3 separate regions of the Zea mays genome follow, and all the other regions are linked to region 1. A link is a contact called in public Hi-C data. All regions are on one chromosome and are shown on one strand. The core of a region is the stretch at or near the end of the contact, and the rest is flanking DNA. Distances in the headings are between cores, read along the strand shown.

Region 1 (3,960 bases), core at 1,019-3,518:
CTGAGCCAAATGGCTCGTGGTCCATTTCCTTACTATCTCCCCCTTTTTGGTGATTGATGACAACACAACCGAAGAAAGCAAATATAACAAGCATTTGAATGAAAAATATGCAATCTACTTGCTAGGATGCATGTTTGTCCCCTTAAGGTGAGATTATGGACTTAAGCCTCCCCCTAACTCCATAATTCACTTACTTCCTATTTTAAACCAAAGAACCAAAACCACTTGAAGGAACAAAGATTAAGAAATTTTAATTTGGTGGTGTTTGGTGTTTGATAACATTTCATTGCTTTGGTCCCTACAACTTCTCCCCTTTGGCATCAACCACCGAAAAGGAAGACATTAAAAGCATATAGGAAGCAAATAAGACTTGCCCTCATAAAGATTTATCAACGACACCGATTGAAGCAGTAAATATTATTACTACCACTAAATGAGTGTTCTCCTCTTGGAAGAAACTTCTCCCCCTTTAGAGACGAAGAGAGTCGTGACTGCGTCGGGCGCTTGGTCTCGAATGAGTCGTGACTACGTCGGGTAGAGATGGCAATGGGTAAATACCTACCGGGTATTACTATCCCATACCCATACTCACAACGAATAAATAGTCCCGTCGGGTCACCCATATCCACTGGTGGGTATGAATTTACCCCCATACTCATACCCATACTCATGTAGGTATGGGTCACCCATTGGGTCACTCGTACCCACAAAGATTAAACATTTACATTATACAAATGTCAAGTATATCTATCTAAATACCATTACAAAAATTTTAGCTTCATTCAATCATCTATTGAAGAACACCATAGATAATTGGATAAAGTAGCAACACTAAGATATTACCACATAACACATTACATGTTCCATTATATGGTCATTAAATAGTTGTTAAGCCTTTTATGACATTATCACCCAAAAGATTGTTAAATAGTCAAAAGAGATGGATCACTAAAGCCTAAGTTCATGTTTTGGGCTAAGTTTATACCGGGTATTTTATACCCACGGGTTAACGTGTATGGGTAGGTGTGGAATATTCTAATACCCGTTTACCATTGGGTGAAGGTTTTTTGCCCAATAAGAGACCCATGGGTAGAACATTTAGCCCATATACATACCCTAATATCGCGGGTACCCATTGCCATCTCTAACATCGGTCGCTTGGCCTCAACGTGACTTGTGACTGTCTCGGGCGTGTCGTGGCCTTGAGAGAGTCGTGTCCAGTGTGTTAGGAAACCGAAGGTGCGCAACGGTCGGCTCGGCTGTAGAAGGAAACAGATCAGTAACTGTTCAGTTCGGTGCACGCAGACAGGGAAGGCTGATTACTTCCCATATGAAGAACCAACGACTCCTAGGCTCCTTGAGGATATAAAAGGCCCCTTAGGCGTCATGGAGCAGCACCCAGACAACACACTGAAACAATCACAAGAGCATATAACAAACTCTGAGACTCCGATCACACTTTGATTCATTCGAGAGAGATTTGAGTGCTTTTTAAGTTGAGACTCTGTCGGTTTTCATTCGTGTGCTCTTTTCTTCACTTGCGTGCGTGGTCTTGCTGCATTTGTGCTCTTATGTGTGTTGCTACTCCATCCCTTACTCTTGTTATTGATTGTGAATATATTGCGTAAGGTGTGAGAGACTTCAATTTGTGTAGATTCCTTACAAACAAGAATATACTATAAGGAAGATAACCGTGATATTCAAGTTTGATCTCTGGATCTCATGAGAGGGGTTGAGTGCAACCTTCGTCCATTGAGACACCAAAATATGGAGGTAGGCCTTCGACCGAACACAGGATTTTGTTCTACTTTCTTTCATTGCGATTTTGTTCTTTCTAGCTTTCTGCTTCACTTTCAATATTGCTCTAGTTTCAATACACATCTTGTGAGAGCAAGTAAGCAAAAAAATCCACCTTCTATTCTTAATTGAACTTGGTTTTAGATTTCACTAACTTCATTTGTAGACCAAGTTTATTGTTTTTAGTTAAGGTTTTATAGAATCACCTATTCACCCCTCACATTAATATTGTGTCTCTTTTATTTGCCATGTCAGTTTGAGTACAAATTTTCAAATTATTGACCAAATCCAAATGATCATGCAATGCACCAAACTTTTCTAAATGGCTCCGATGCATCCGTTTTAGTTCCTATCGGACAAGCCCTCAACGGACCAGCCAAAAACAATCTCGTATCTTAAGACCGGCCTGATTTTATGGCGCTGGACCAACTAAATGGGCTTTAGATGCTGTTTAGATCTGATAGGTCGTGGCGGAGACGAAGAAGAGAACCGAAGAAGGTTCCCTCACTTCCCTTGCCTCGACGCGCCCAACCACGCCACGAAGCCACGCGCCCGCCGGCGGCTCACCTTTCCCGTCCCTTCACCTTCCCCTTCCCCTTCTCCGTTCGGTGAAACTGCGGGAGACCCTCGCGGCTTCCCCACCTCGACCTCCAAACTCTAACCACAGACGCATCGAAAACCCTCGGTGCCCGGCCGATGGGGAGGAGGAAGGAGCGCCGCCTGGCTGCCATGGCCGCGGCGGGCCGCAGGGTCAAGCTGGACCTCTTCCTCGATCTCCCCCCCGGTAAGTACCGCCGCCGCCCGGTTTGGTTCGATGTGGTTGTGTTTAATCGCTATGTGCCCTAGCTTTTTTTTTGACATGTTTTGAGATTTGCTATCGATCTTTGGTCGCTCGCCCTAATTGTCAAGCTTGAATCTTAGGCTTTCTTCGGTGGATCGTGTAAAATAGGGAAGCGGCACTGTCATCTGTTTGGCACTGTCATCTGTTCCCTAGTACCCCGCAAATAGGTTTGTCCGGTCTTCTGAATCACACAGCTCGATTTAGGGTAAATATGATTCATCGAACTTATCCTGATAAGTCATTGGGTTGGTCTTTATCACCAGATACTGCTTGGACTTGCCACTTTTGTGTGCCCCATAACTTTTTCGTGTCACGTTTTTGCTACTTCGTTTGAACGTGCACCAAGCCTGTTACAATTTCAGTGATATAGCGAGAAATACAGTCGTCACAGTTTCAGCCCCTTTCACCGCAAATCTATTACAATTCATAATTAAATTCTCTACTATTTTGGGAGGCTGTGTCACGTGAATGACCAAACCACCCAAATCTACAGACCCAAAGAACAAAATAGCTTTAGTGGCATACCCTTTCGGTGTACCATCAAGGTTACTAAACGACACAACGATGAAACACCCATGGTGGAGTTCTGACTTTTAAACGTTTTAAACGAAGTTTAAACGTAGTTGAAAACAACATAGGAAAATTTCAATATATCATAACTTCAAATGTTACCTTCAGTGTGGTGTGTATGTTCAGAACTTTAAATAGTTTAGCAAGTGAGCAACACAAACTTCAAATGTTGTTGCATATAGGCACATACCTTCAGTGTGATGTGTATGTTCAGAACTTTAAATGGTTTAGCAAGTAAGCAACACAGCGTGTGCAGTGTGGTGTTGCATATAGGCATATACCAGCAAGCGAGCAGCAACCAACAGACAGAGGCGTGTTGTCCACTGTCAACAGATATAGAGGGCACCGGTTCTGACGAGCACCACTAGACACTGTTGGCCGTCCTCCAGAGCACCAGACGCTGCGGAGTGCGGATGCTGGAGCGGTGGCGCAGCAGTGGTTGGAGGACGGGGAGACTAACAGACGGGGCACGACGGACGGGAGGACGGCCTGGACTTGGAGCGGCAGCCTGGATCCTAGAGTGGCGGCGCGGACATGAGGACAGGGCACAGCAGACGGGAGTGCACGGCGGCCGGCGGACTGGAATGGTGACGGTCGCGTGCGTGCTGGCGACAGTGTGTGGCGGCGGCTGGAGAGCGTGATACCGCAGGAGCTGAGAGAAGGCTGCGGTAGGCGTGGGTTCTTAACTGGGCTGGGCCCAATTCGATGGTTGGGCAGGAGTAAAACGAGAAAAATGTGACACATAATGTATA
Region 2 (4,124 bases), core at 1,048-3,547, 550 kb before region 1:
ATCGTGTCAGGCTGGGCCAGCACTACGGGCCGAGGGTACGACCTAAGCACTGCACGACACTCATGCCGGGTTGGCCCAGGCAATATTAAATAGGTCGTGCCTCAGGCCGACTCGCCAGACACTTCTCATTTGGCCATCTATACCAGTTGCCACCACCTCGTTCGCCATTCTACTTCTTTTCTCTCTCTCCTCATGCCTCCACCTCCATGCCACCCCATTCTCGACAGGGGGAGTATGAGCATGCGCCTCCTCCCTGTATTTGTCCGACACCAGCCCCGACACCGGCTCGCGTAGTGGCTATTGCACATCCACGAGTACATTTCACATCATGCACGCACCATTGTTTTCGCCGTCATCGGACGTCCCGTTTGTCTTCCCGGCCTTCGCCCTGTTCTTCCTCCCCAACCTGCTGCCCCGCCCATGGCTGCAGCCGCGAGCCGACCGACGCTCGTCAACACGGGTACGAGGCGAGTTAGTCATGCTCTCGGCCTTTCTCCGTGTGTGCCGTCGAGGAGGACATGGTGACGCCTGCCACGCTTAGGTTATCTTGGCAATGAGAAGTCCAGGTCTAAGATATTGGACAACCAAGGCCCATAGTGTGGCAGCAGTCGGCATATGCTACGGAGTTGGTGATGGTGTTGTGTTGCTTCGGCAGGTCTAGGGCTAGGATGACACTCGCATTCTCTCGCTCTTCTCGAATTGACGCCTGGTGTAGGTGCCTCTCGGTTTGGAGCTGCTCCGGCTGGGCTTCTTTCTTCACTTGCGTGCTCTCTCCCTATATATCTAGCGGTATACTACCTCTGTTGCCTCGAGATGCCCAGGTCTTCGTCGTGTCCTTCTCCGGCAACGAACATATATGTCCGTCTCTTCTGTTCCCTTCTGCTCTACGAAACCTTGGAAGTGGGGGAGACGAGGGATGAAGGTCTCTAATTTGCTGCCTTTGGTATTCATGCGTTCATAACAAATATTATGCGAATAGCGGAGACAATCAATAAAAAATTTTGATATCTTTTTATGGATAATTTACGTGGGTATTATTGTGAGCCGTCACAACAAACGGGTAACCGACTAGTATATATATGGTAGAGCTATTTATAACTGAATGGTTGAATGAGTGAAACTCTCACCTTGGCTGGTTGAGACTAAATGAGCTGAGCTGACAGACTTTTAAGCTCGTTTCAATAATGAGCTAGCTCTAGCTCGTGAGCCCAACATGAAACATGCATAACAAATTTATAACAGTACAATAAAATTTTATTTAATAGAAGGTAGAACATGTTCTTAACTGCTTATTTAAACAAAAAATATTATTAGTATTTAATAATTGTATTTATTTTTATAGTAATATAGTAGACGTATATATTTTTTAAAAAATAGTATGCGTATTATTTTCTTGACTTACGAGTCTAATGAGCTGATCTGAGATACTAACAAACCGAGCTAAGCTAACTTTTTTATAACTAGACGAGGGCACGAGGCAAACGAGCCGAGCCATCTAGGTGATGTTTGGTTCGCGAAATGTAACGTAAATGGTAATGGTAACGATTCACATTCGAATACCGGTGATAACAAATTTAAATAAGGCGGTATCTATTGTAGTGTGGTATCGATTACTGTTAAAGTTAAACAAACATGATTTAATGTTATCAGTTAGTCATTCCGTTACCAATATTCCGTTACCAATATATGAACCAAACAACATCTAAGTTCGTTTGAAAGTAAAGCAGTGACGAACGGACGCCTGACGGACAAGGGCAGATCGTTTGAAAGCCAAGAAGCGACGAACGCAACGTGAGGGTGGACTAGCTCCATCGAATGCGGGCCTTCATTGCCTGAGCCGAACCTTCCATCAATACTAGTGGCGGAGAAGCCATTATAGTTTAGTATGACATTAGTCATATCTTACTTTTTAAAATTCTTATATCTTCCACTATAATCACAAAGCAAGACACAGTGTAGTGTATGTGTTGTCTTGATTCTAGTAACTGGTCTTAAGTTTGATTCAAGATTCTTGCAGATTTCGTTTTTTTTTTTCAGCCGTACTATAATTTTTGTTTGCCCTCCGCTACTGATCAGTACCAACTCCTCGACCTCCCAGCGAGTCAAACACGCGGTTCGTTCTTACTGGTTTCCCGGGAGAGAGGCCTTTTTTTTTTGTATGTGTGTGTGTCTGCGCTGCTGCTGCGTCTTCAAGAGTTCAAGTCGTCTTCTTGGACGCCATTCTCTTCTCTCCGGCTCTCCCGGATTCCTTCTCCCTCATGCATTTCTTGGCCCCGGCCAGCGGGCAGTGATATCGCTCCCTCGTCCGTCTGATACTTTGTCGTCCATTGTTTTTTTTTCAATCCCAAGTGTTCATCAGCTCCAGTTCCCAACCTGAGCAGCAGCAATCAGAAGAGAAGGCGAGAAAGGAAACCGGGTTGTTTCGGTTCCATTTTGATTCGACTGGAGGAGATATACGCACACCCAAATCGAATACATAGTAGGGGGGATGAGGCTGGTGGTGCGCGTCATCGAGGCGCGGGGCCTCCCGCCCACGGACGCCGACGGGACACGGGAGCCCTACGCCAAGGCGCAGCTCGGGAAGCAGCGGGCCAAGACCAAGGTGATGCGCAAGACGCTCTGCCCCGTCTGGGACGAGGAGTTCACCTTCCGGGTAGGGGACCTCAGTGACAACCTCCTCGTCTCCGTGCTCGACGAGGACCGCTATTTCGCCGACGACGTCCTCGGCCAGGTCAAGGTGCCCCTCACCGCCGTGCTCGACGCCGACAACCGCACGCTCGGGATGCAGTGGTACCAGCTGCAGCCCAAGAGCAAGAAGTCCAAGCTCAAGGATTGCGGTAATGACACCTAAGCAGTTATCTTAGTTTAATTCAGTTTGTGATTTTTGTTTCCCTTCTAGTTAAATGGTTGTCCCATATCCCATGATGATGATGATGATAACCCTGTGTAGGAGAGATTAACTCGCAAAACATGTTTGTTTCCTGATGATGGCTTTTGTAGGAGAGATTCATCTCAGCGTTTCTCTGGCTCAAAACTACTCCGACGAGACAACGGCACATTGGGCCTCAGATGACCATGACCTTGCATCGAATTCAGACAAATCAACTGAACTGGTGAAAGGATCTTCTTTCTCAAATATTCCTATAGAGGTACGCACACAAGTATCAGAGGTCGATGAGACAGAAGTTGCCAAGGAGGATAAATCAAACGCTGCCCCATCATTTGTCAACAAGCTATATCAAATGTTTAATAGTAAACCAAAAGATGCAGAAGCTTCTGCTCCATCTTCCTCCAAGTTGAACGACGCTTCAGATATTACCGAAGAAATGCTGTCAACCAACTCTGAAGCTCCTGATAAGCAGGATCTTGATGCCAGTGCATCTATGTCCTTCGATGAGCTACTGAAGGCCTTTGGTTCTCGAGGTGAAGGGAAAGAAATGCCTGAAAATTTGTCAGGTGGAGTTGTTCTTGATCAAGTTTATGCTGTTGCACCGAGTGATTTGAACACACTTCTTTTCTCTCCAAGTTCAGACTTTCTGCAATCACTTGCAGAGATTCAAGGAACTACAGGTCTTGAAATTCAACAGTGGCGACTTGAAAATGACGGTGAAATCCTGAGGAGGGTGGTAAGCTACACAAAAGCTCCTACCAAACTAGTTAAGGCTGTGAAAGCAACAGAAGACATGACATATTTGAAGGCAGACAGAGAGATGTTTGCAGTTTTAGCAGATGTTAGTACTCCTGACGTTCCTTTTGGCAATACTTTCAGAGTTGAGGTTTTGACCTGTATAATACCAGGACCTGAACTACCAGATGACGAAAAATCTTCACGACTTATGGTCTCTTGGCGCATAAATTTTGTCCAAAGCACCATGATGAAGAGCATGGTTGAAAATGGAGCAAAACAAGGCTTAAAGGATAACTATGTTCAATTCTCTGAGCTGCTGGCTAAAAATTTTAGGCCAGTTGATGCAAAAGATACAACATACAGTAATGAAGTCCTTTCTTCTGTGCAACCAGAGCAAGAATCTGACTGGAAGCTAGCGTTTCGAGTATTTGGAAATTTCACACTTTTTTCCTCAGTTTTTGCATTTGTTTATGTTTCTGCACACATCTTCCTTACA
Region 3 (3,934 bases), core at 307-2,806, 630 kb before region 1:
TACCTAATAATGTTCCTGTTAATCATTGTGACATGCTCAGGTTGATGGGACCTAATAGGTTACCTTAGTTTTGTTTACCCCACACCTTGCAAACAAATGAACTATTGGGTATACTTGTTATTGCTCTATCTGGTTTAGGATTAATATTATATCTGAATTAGGATCATGTTGTTCATGATAAGACTATTGTGTTAATTGGAATATAGAGCTTAACTTGAGATAACAGTGCTACCACAAGGGCGGAATGGGACGCCCTTGACTGACTAATTAGAAAAGCTAGTGGAGGACTACCTTACCTGAAAAGGGCAAGGGCAATAGAGGAGTTGCTGGTATACGGAAGTTCTCGGGTCGATCATGCTGCGATGGCTTTTCGGACGAGGGATTCCTATATCGCTCTTCTCACAAAATCGTAGCAGGTTTTCTGAAGCTAGTGGAACTTTGTAAATGCCTCGTAGTGGATCCCTTGTCATTCACCTCAGAAGTGTCTAAGGGCCTTTCAAACCCTGGCTAGACATGATACACGACTTGTGGGTAAAGGGCGCACCCTCTGTAGAGTGTAAAACTGGTATATCAGTCGTGCTCACGGTCATGAGCAACTCCGACACTCACATGATTAACTTACAAAATTAAACTTAATTTGTCATTTGCATTGCATTGTGGGTTATTATTAATTACGATATGTTATTTAATTGGGATGACATCTACTTATACTTCGTAACTCTTAATAGAACTTTGACCAACTTAAAAGCAATGTTCAGTTTTAACCATCTTTTTTGATAAGCCTTATACTTCACATGAGCTTCATCGTAAGTGAGCTCATGCACATTACCCCACAACTTGTTGAGTGATGAACGTATGTGATCTCACCCTTGCTGTACTCACACCCCCAGGTCAAGGACAGATACCGCAAGGTAAGGAGCTTGAAGGATGCCGCGATGAGTTCGTGAGAGATCTATGCTGTCGTCTCTCAGTCAACTATAGTTCTAGAGTATCGTTGTCTTCATATGATGTAATTATTTAGCTATATTTTACAGAACCCCTATTATAAAAGTAAAGATATGACATTCATTTTTGTACCATGAGTCATCATATGTGTGAGACTTGATCCTATCACACATTTGATTTGCGTCTGAATTTGCGATTAAATCCGGGTGTGACATTTTACTAATCGTGCATTTCAAAGGAGGCGTTAAGTAAAGAAGAAATGGAAGTGGGGGGAGATTGCGCGCCACATTTTAGAGTGTGTTTATTTATCTCCTATATTATATAAGTTGTATTACAGTGTAAGAGTAGGGTGATAAAATACTACTTATACTATTGTATCATAATCTAGCTTATACAATTTAGAAGGGAAAACATTAATCTTTTTCGCCCCAACTTGGCCATGCCATTCTGCTATAGCAGAATTGTCCAACATCGCTTACCTGGCCACACGCCCACAGAACCACGACGTGTCACCTTCGTCATAAGTTGGCCCACATGTCAGCGTCAGAGCCTGCTCCCAATCAGCACCGGTTAATCACCCCAGCCCAAATCTACCCCGCGTTAAATCGCAACATGGCTGTGCCACCCACACTAATCACCCCCCCAAATCGACCACCCCTCCCTCTCCCTCTCTTAAGATCGCCGGCGAGGGGAGAGCCGAGAGGCGCAGGGCAGCCCCCGCCGACGCTTCCGCTCCCGCTCCCGCCGCTGCCGCAGCCGCAGCCGCAGCCGCAGCCGTAGCGGCATTTTGTCGAGCATATGGCGCTCGTGCCCAGCGGCGGCGCGGGCGCTTGCAAGGACGAGGCCGCCCTTGGGCTCCCGTGGTCCGAAATGTTCCGCTCCGCCTCGCGCCGCCGGCCCAAGCAGGAGTCCGACGATGCGCCGCCCAAGAAGCCCGCGCTGAAGACGGCGGGTGCCAAGGAGATGAAGGCCAAGCCGTCGTCGGTAGGGACTGGAGCTGGGGCAGGAGCCGACATCGCAGGGCTGTCGCTGGAGCCCGACGCGCGCCTGGCGCTCTACATCGCCATGGCGCACGCGGGCCTCGCCACCGCGCTGCTCGTGCTCTACGGCCTTTACCTGCTGCTCGCCGACTTCCTCCGCCCGCTGCAGTGGGCGTTGCTCTGCTCCGTCCCGCTCCGCGAGACGCAGCGCGCGCTCGTCGCCTTCTGGGAGCCCCCGCTCCGTGGCGGACTCAGCGCCGCACTGCTCGCGCTGCCACTCGCTGTGCTCCGGTCCTCGACCGCAACGCTCGCCGACGCGCGCGCCGCGCTCCTGCGCCGCCCGCTCCCGTCATCGCCGGCGTTCCCGCGCCTCCTCCGCTGGCTCGTCTCCTTCTTTTTCTTCCTCATCCTCTTCGAGCGCCTCGGCGCCGCCACCGCGCTGCTGCTCCTCGTTTTCGCGCTCGCATTCTTCGCCGCGTCCCCCAAGCTCAAACGCGCTGCCTCCTCACGCATCTCCGGTCGGCCTCCCTCCTCTCGCGGCCTCCTATTAACTGGAGGCATCCTCCGCCACCTTAAGACACTAGTCGCTCTTGGTCTCATGCTTGGTATGATCGCTGGGTTCATAACTGGCAGCATCTTCTTCTCCTACAAGATTGGGCTAGAGGGCAAGGACGCCGTCATGTCCCTCAAGTCCCATGTCGAGAAGAGCAACTACTCAGAGAAGATTGGCTTGAAGAAGTGGATGGACGACAATGACATTCCTGGCTTGGTCGATCAGTATTCTGCCAAGATCTATGACACCTTGTGGGAGCAGGTCGACCAATTGGCTGTGCAGTACAACCTTACAGATTTCACTAGTGGCTTCCGGCATTTCTTGATCAGCCAATCAGTTGACCCCAAAAGCAAGGCGCTCATCAGTTCCAGACCGCACCCATACTCAATGAAGTTGCAATCAATTGCGACACGTGTGAGAAACAGAGAATGGGTGGAGATTTACTGGGAGCTTGACTCATTCTTTAGGGAGCTGTTAATCACAAGAGAGGATTTGGTCATCAAGGCCAAAGAGCTTGCTTTGCAGGGAACAGAAATCGCAAAGAGGCTTCTGTCCAGCAGCACATCGGTGCTGGGCGGTAGTGCCAATTTGATGTTGTCAATCACCCTCCGCATTGTCTCAGGTGCGGCTGAGGTTGTTAATTTCCTGTCACAACTGATGGTGTTCTTGTGGGTGCTGTATTACCTTATTACTGTGGAGGGAGGTGGAGCTACAGAGCAAATCATTGATCTTTTGCCAGTGTCAAAACAAGTAAAGGACCGCTGTGTTGAGGTCATGGATCATGCCATCAGTAGTGTATTGTTGGCCACTGCCAAGATTGCCATATTCCAGGGGGGGCTGACATGGCTATTGTTCAAGTTCTTCAAAGTGCATTTTGTGTACACATCAACTGTGCTTGGATTCATAAGTGCACTTGTGCCAATACTTCCATTTTGGCTGTCCTCGATATTTGCCACAGGGCAGCTTCTCATGGAAGGGAGATATGTTCTTGCACTGGTGGTAACTGTGATACACCTCATGCTCATGGATTATGGCACAACTACCATTCTGGAGGATATACCTGGGTACAATGGGTATCTCACCGGCCTCAGCATAATTGGTGGCATGACACTGTTTCCCAATGCACTGGAGGTACTAATTTTGTTCTCACTTCTTTTGTGCTGGTACTTTCAATTCACCTTTTAAAGTGCTTCTCTGAAAATTTACTTTCGTACAGTTTCTCTTGCACATCACTGTTTAGAAAACTATTAGAATCTGCATCATCTGTGTAGAACCAGAGGCAAGAAAGAATCTTTGTTCTCTAGTAGATGTATCATTTCTCCCTTTTTATTTAGAGAATTGTGTTTCAGTTTCTTTTCTCCACACATTTTCTGCTTCCTGCAGTAGTTAGCTATTATGTGTGCATATCTATATGCTTTTAGCTGCATTCAACTACCACTAAGGGCCCGTTTGGATC

What was found. A called contact is a pair of places that touch in the nucleus more often than the background predicts.
Region 2: a Hi-C map of tassel shows a contact between it and region 1, with 4 times the contacts expected there. The contact joins the promoter of LOC103638293 here to the promoter of LOC100279861 in region 1. A contact is called at or near these places in 3 of 25 Hi-C or Micro-C datasets (ear, leaf mesophyll and tassel).
Region 3: a contact with region 1 is called in a Hi-C map of tassel, with 2.7 times the contacts expected there. The contact joins the promoter of LOC100191511 here to the promoter of LOC100279861 in region 1. A contact is called at or near these places in 2 of 25 Hi-C or Micro-C datasets (ear and tassel).

The regions. Positions count from the first base shown.
Region 1 is chr9:42,368,311-42,372,270 of Zm-B73-REFERENCE-NAM-5.0, forward strand. LOC100279861 (WW domain-containing protein) reads left to right here and starts at 2,269. Exons shown (of 10, transcript NM_001152814.1): 1 at 2,269-2,581.
Region 2 is chr9:41,820,896-41,825,019 of Zm-B73-REFERENCE-NAM-5.0, forward strand. It overlaps LOC103638293 (C2 and GRAM domain-containing protein), which reads left to right and starts at 2,298. Exons shown (of 10, transcript XR_002265046.2): 1 at 2,298-2,837; 2 at 3,001-4,124.
Region 3 is chr9:41,742,541-41,746,474 of Zm-B73-REFERENCE-NAM-5.0, forward strand. LOC100191511 reads left to right here and starts at 1,557. Exons shown (of 2, transcript NM_001136943.1): 1 at 1,557-3,609. The coding sequence starts at 1,744.